Regions from separate parts of the Xenopus laevis genome. Here region 1 is linked to region 2. A link is a contact called in public Hi-C data. All regions are on one chromosome and are shown on one strand. The core of a region is the stretch at or near the end of the contact, and the rest is flanking DNA. Distances in the headings are between cores, read along the strand shown.

What was found. A called contact is a pair of places that touch in the nucleus more often than the background predicts.
Region 1: a Hi-C map of the XTC cell line shows a contact between it and region 2, with 2.7 times the contacts expected there. The contact joins the promoter of LOC108717180 here to the enhancer-like site in region 2. A contact is called at or near these places in 2 of 4 Hi-C or Micro-C datasets (the XL177 cell line and the XTC cell line).

Annotation. Positions count from the first base shown.
Region 1 is chr5L:149,069,901-149,072,983 of Xenopus_laevis_v10.1, reverse strand. LOC108717180 reads left to right here and starts at 1,353. Exons shown (of 3, transcript XM_018264009.2): 1 at 1,353-2,282. The coding sequence starts at 1,827.
Region 2 is chr5L:149,028,045-149,031,262 of Xenopus_laevis_v10.1, reverse strand. No RefSeq gene overlaps it. Among protein-coding and RNA genes, the nearest start is that of klf11.L, 12 kb to the left of the region's middle. Within about 2 kb of position 1,707, at least 1 of the 7 cell types and tissues checked has an H3K27ac peak or open chromatin away from gene starts, as enhancers often do.

The DNA of each region.
Region 1 (3,083 bases), core at 104-2,603, 42 kb before region 2:
ACTAAATATAAATACTAATTGAATGTACAAAGAAAGCCGTAAAGTCATTGTGAGGATGAGTGTCACTGCCTTGTGTTGCGCCTTAAATCATTCCCCCAAAGTGCTTTCACTACTATATGGCCCTTGTGATGGCTGCAAGTGTTTTGTTGTTTCAGTGAGTTTAGTTGGCCACACACAGGGCACTTCTTGGGACATCCCACCAGTTGATCTATGGGCAAGCTGATTTAATCACTACATAGATATTCACGTCCCATCATCTCCTGGATTGACAGTAGTATAAAACTGGGTGTATTTTCAGATGTTCAGGCCCTATTATGTCATGAATGGACAGTGATGTGATAATAGGCATATCATCAGATGAGCAGGCCCCATCATCTAAGGGATGAAGAGTGATGGGATAATAGATATTTAACAGGCCTTGTTATCTCATTGAAGGACAATGGTACACCACTGGGTGTATTTTTAGATGTATAGGCTCCATCATCTCATGGATGGACAGTGATGAAATAATAGGCATATCAACAGGTGAACAGGTCCCATCATCTCATGGATGGACAGTGGTATAACAGTGGGTGTATTTTCAGATGTACAGGTCCATCATCCTGTGGATGGACACTGATGTGATAATAGGCATATCATCAGGTGAACAGACCCCCAATCATCTCACGAACCAAAAGGTTTACCATAAGGATGAGATCTGGTGTAGACTGCCTGTGTTTTTTTGATTACTAATTATTACATTCCTTCTTGCTACCAGATGTCTTTAAGTGTAGCTTTAGGGGGTTGCAAAGAGAGAGGGGGTGACTGTGTTGGACCTGCTCAAAGTTTGGTCCAGCAAAGCAATAAGTGAGAAACCAGTATAGCAAAACAGTGCAGTGAGGATAATAGTACAGTAGTAGTAGGAACAGCTGTTGCCACTGATGTTAAACTGCAACTCACAGAACCCACCAACAGCTGAATACTGTCTAGGGTTACTGAGTTGTAGCTGAACAACATCCAAACCAAAATCACGTTTGCCTCAGGGCCCACCCCCACTAAAAGGTATCTCTGTCTGCTTATGTGTCTGGCTACATTAAAGGAACAGTTATCACTAAAAAATGTTGTTTTACAGAGCTTATCTGTTATGCACTATTTAAACTGTGCCATTGAGGCCTATTTCAATTGCCTCCATTGCTACACAGCAGCTTATATTATATACACAGTAGCAGTGTTGCTGAAGCAAACAAATCCAGGGCAGTGCAACAGTACATTATATTTTAATTAATTTAAAACATTTTTCTTTTTTGGTGTTACTATTCCTTTAATAATTTGGTTTTTAATAGGCCTGGTACATTTTTCATCGTTTCTGTGTGTCAGCTCTGGTATAAATCCGCAGGTTACACCCAGTTTCCGTTCCATTTTAATTTCAGAGTCTAGTGTTTCAGATTTGCCTATGTGCGAACTTCTGGGCTCTTTCCCCTGCTCTGCCTATTGGCCCTGATCTCAATGACACTCCTCTGGCCGAGCTAACATTTCCCTGCTGCAGCTGCACTCACTTCAGTGCGAGGGACTTGCTTTTAATGTTTAACTGTAAGAGGGTATGAAAGGGAGAGTGAGAGAGGCAGGGGGAAGTGCATCTGGGAATGAAAGAGGTGAAAGTGAAGGTAACTCTATGGGGTTGAATCATTGCACTTTATACACTGCTAGAGAAGTTTGCAAGATGGGCTTCAGCTAATGTTTGATGACATGAGTATGGTGAGAACAGGCACTCGGACAGACATACAGCCAAGACATGTGATTGGCATCTAAAAAGTTACTCAAAAAGCCACCGGAGTGTACAGTCTGTTATGGGCAGTGGCTGCAGCAGGGGCAGTAGCAGTGTACTTATTGCCCGCAGTCAGCAGCCCAGACCTCCATCCAAGGGAGAGCCTTCAGTTGGCAACAGACTTCAGGAAGAAACAGTCTCCTGCGAGATAAAAACAGAAGATGAACCTACTAAAGAGGGGAAAGAGACCGAGACAGGCAGATTGAGACGAAGGGACGGAGATGAAGACCTTCAGCTGCTTGATGAGTTGTTGGAAGAGTCCCAGGACTGCTTGTCTGATAACGCTCCTAAATTCAAGGAGCAGACTGTGGAGTCCAGATGTCACCTCACAAGCCCTCTGTCAGGGCCACAAATCTATGGAGAGAGACCCCTCAATCCTGACACGTCATGGACGATACAGGGACAGCCACAGCTGCAACCGACCGCTTCCCTGCTCCACAATATCCATTTTAGACAACAAGACTCCAGCAGCAATATAGTAAGTGGGAAATGTGTGCATGGTATAGCATAACAGTAATAATGTATTGTTGCGATGTAGTGATGATATAGATAGATTCCTACGAGAGTTTCCATGATCTCCAGTTCATTCCACTCAATAACACCAGAGTTGATATTTTCATTGCTTTGGTTCATCATGCTTCAGGCTAGGTGTCTTGGAATACCCACAAATCAGTCAGGATTCAGGTGGAAAATCCATCATGCTCTTAGTGTGTGGGCAGTCCATGGATACCCAGAATCGTTTAGACTGCAGGCAGCTGTAAAGTATTGTTAAAAAATAAAAGACAAATAAAATAAAAAATATTTCCAAGTGACCTAACCAGTTACTGGCATCATGTATGGATCATATGTCCATCCAACCACCACTGTTACTGTCACTTGTGATTTTTAGAGACCTCCAACAGGGGGCAGGTTGGCTATGGGAGACCTTTGGTCAGACAGGTTTGGGTAGTCAGAGTGCGCTGGAGTGGGTCTTATTACAACAGTGTCACACTGGGCTTTATTCTTTACCCATAAAGATCAACACTGAACAAAAATTGCCTCTAGGTACAGCCATGCACCCTTCAGGACTGAATGAGACTGTTAGCACATGCATTGCCAAGTGGAGACTCATGGGAACATCAATTTAGTAGCAACTGAAAGGAAAAAGAGATTTTTTTAAAACTTTAACCCCCCCCCAGCAGTGGAGCAGTTCTCAAAATACTGCATTCCTTTGTTGTAGACATCTCAGTGGTGTACTTAGTGTATGCCGGACCACCTGCAAAATAAATCTTCGGAGGGA
Region 2 (3,218 bases), core at 458-2,957:
AGGGACTGATTTATATGATTACCAGTCAGCACTATATAAATAAAGGATAGTAACAAATAATACTATTTAACACATGCAGCTGTTTTCCCTTTTTTAAATTAAATCAGCTTCAAAAATCTTTCACACCACCTTCAAATTTCCATAAATATCGTTCATGCTGTGATTGGCCAGTGTCCCTTGTCATTCGGCGTTAGATGTGTGAGGTTCCTATGCTGAAACTTCATGTCCAACCTAAATATCCTGTACACCCAGGACACATAGCGGGGCAGAAAACAACACAGAGACCTGAATCCATCAGGGAGAGGTCACTTCCCTAAACCTACAGCCCAAAATAAAACAGATTATTTGCCGTGTCGTTACTGAGCTTCATCATTATGATCCGCTTCCTCACTGCTGAATAACGTGCAAATGTATAACTTCAGTAATTCTCATGTTTTACTAATGTGTAATGTGTAAAAAAATTTGCATTTTAGAACTAAAACTTAATTTAGTTAAACAATTTCTCAAAATTATCAAACAATAAAACGCAATAAAAGTTTTTTTTCATTTTTAAAGAAAAATACTGTTATGGGAAAACATGTTTTTTTCCAAATGCATCAGTTAAAAGTGCTGCTCCAGCAGAATGCTGCACTGATATCCATTTTTTAAAAGAGCAAGCAGCTTTTGTAACATTTCATTTTCAATTTTGGCATGGGGCTAGACACAATATCCTTTTTGCAGGTGCCCCCAACCATGTGACTTGTGCTCTAATAAACTTCAGTCACTCTTTCCTGCTACACTGCAAGTTCGAGTAATATCACCCCTCGCTTCCCCTCCCCAACAGCCAATCAGCAGCCCATCAGCAACCGAACAATGGGCAGCTAACCAGATAGCAGCTAGTTGACACTTCTGCTGAAGGATTTGTTTGCATTGCTAAAAGTGCTCCCTAGTGGTAGCCATGAGAATAGCACCCAAGTAGGAAAAAACCTGCCTCATGTCTACCACTAGCTGGGGAGCACGACTTGGGTTGTATTGAAGTACAATGGGAAGAGGAGTAACAATAGTTGTCTCAAAGCAGTTCCATCCTGGAGTGCTGGCTCCTTCTCAAAGCTCAGAATCAGGCACAATGGAATAGCTGCCTCTACACCAATATTAATGCTAAAAAAAATACCTTTGTTGGTTCGAGAGTAAAATTTTAAATGGTAGCTTGAATTATTTGCAAATTGAAATGAACATAGATATTGATTGATATCAACAAGAATAACAAACTAGGAATGATAAGATAATACCTATGTGAAATTCCATTAACACTTTGCATGTTTAATAAGAAAAAGACATCCTTCTTGACTATTTATGACTCTTTTTCTATGATGCTGGATGGAATTTCACTTTATTAAAAATAAAGATTTAAAAAAAAAAAGAATTATTTGCAATGTAAACAGTGCAATTTAGAAATAAAAAGTAAACCATAAAATTCATGACAGGTTCGCTTTAAATAGGGAATGGCAGACAAATTGCACAATGACTCCTTAATATAGTGGTTTCTAAGTCTTATGTCCAATTAAGGCCTCCCTTTAATACTTTTTTTTTACTGGGCCAAATAGCAAGGGTGCCCAAGACTAGCCCCATCCTCAATGGTGCCCCCGTGAGGTGGCAAGCAGGGACTCATCACACACCCACACCCTTCCCCTCTACCCCTTGTCACTATCAAGCACAGCATATTCCCCAAAATGATGTGAATTAGAGGTAGGCAGGCAGAAGAGGTATGTATCTAGTGCCTCCGCCACTGTTGCACCCTAGGCACATCCCTCTTTTGCTTACCTCTAGTTCTAGCCCTGGCTATTACTATTGTTTAAAGAAGAACAAAAACCTGCTTAAAACCCTAGGCCTCCCTACTCTCTTTATTGTAAGAGCATCACAGCGGGTGGCAGGCACTATCTTGTATGTTCTCAATTCAGTTATATAGTAATAGAAGCGAACCTGGACCTGACTTCATGCTCATTGGGCCATTGCATAGAAGAGGACCTGAATCAGTAGCACATGGTTGGTGGGTCCCCGGGGATGTAGTTCATAAAGAGGGGGAAGCAGGCTTTTATAGGGGGCCCAGGTATTAACCAGGATTTCATTCCACTTCCTTTCTTATCCAACAAAAAAAAAATATTTATATTGACCCCCTACGACCAGATTCAATTGCAGGCTGGGAGCAGAACAGAATGCGATTACTCATAGACAAGTGGACTTTGCCTATAATAAGCGAGTTCTTCAGTGAATAAGACGTTTTATTGCTTCTAATTATTTCTTGGAAATACTGCAAACACCTGACAAACTTGCATAGAAACATTGCTGCTGGGCCAGAGTGCCATTTTGGCCTTGTTCTACGTGGGCAGAGTTCATCAGGCACATCATCCTCTGCATGCCTAATTGGTATGTTTGTTACAAATAAGGGCAATAAATAACCTTCTGGCTGTGATAAAATATTTAAAAAGATTATTTCCTGGTATAATAATGAGTGGCAGCAGGAGACAAGAGAGGCTCACAGCAAATGGTGGACCATGGAGCCTTAAGCACAAGGACGGGCCTTTGATGGTGATAAGAAACCTCAGTCTGGTAGTTTGGGTGAAGGCAGACATCTAGAGAAGGCTAGGCCAACAGGCTGAAAAATACTGTGATGTAAGGTCACTCTAATAATAGAGTCATCAAGGTTGGGCAGGTCCTAGAAATCAAGGTGCAATCAAGGTCAGGCTGAAGCTAGAAAAGGTAAAAATTGAAAATAACACAATGATGCTGATCAGGCCTAAAGACAAAGCATGAAAAGTGCAAGAAAAAAGCATGGGACCTACAGAGAAGGTGCAGCAGCTCTGATGACTGCAAGAAACACAATGACAAGTCAGTGAACATGCAAACACTGGGACACCCAAGGGTAAGTAAGCTGTAATGGATACTGAAACAAACATAGTCAGAAGTTGCATTGTTTCATTACATGTCAGAGACCAAAACACAGAGAGCCGTTACATTATACCTTGGGATCTTTTACTGTTTGTCAATAAACATTTCTGGATGAAGAAAAATTTACATTTTAGGTTGAGACCTCAAATATAGTACATGTATGGAAATCCATGATCCAGAAAGCTCTAAATTACAGAAAGGCCGCCTCCCATAGACTTCCCAATTGTATCCACATTTTTTCTTTCCTTTTTCTCTGTAATAATAAAACAGTACTTTGTACTTGATCCAAACTA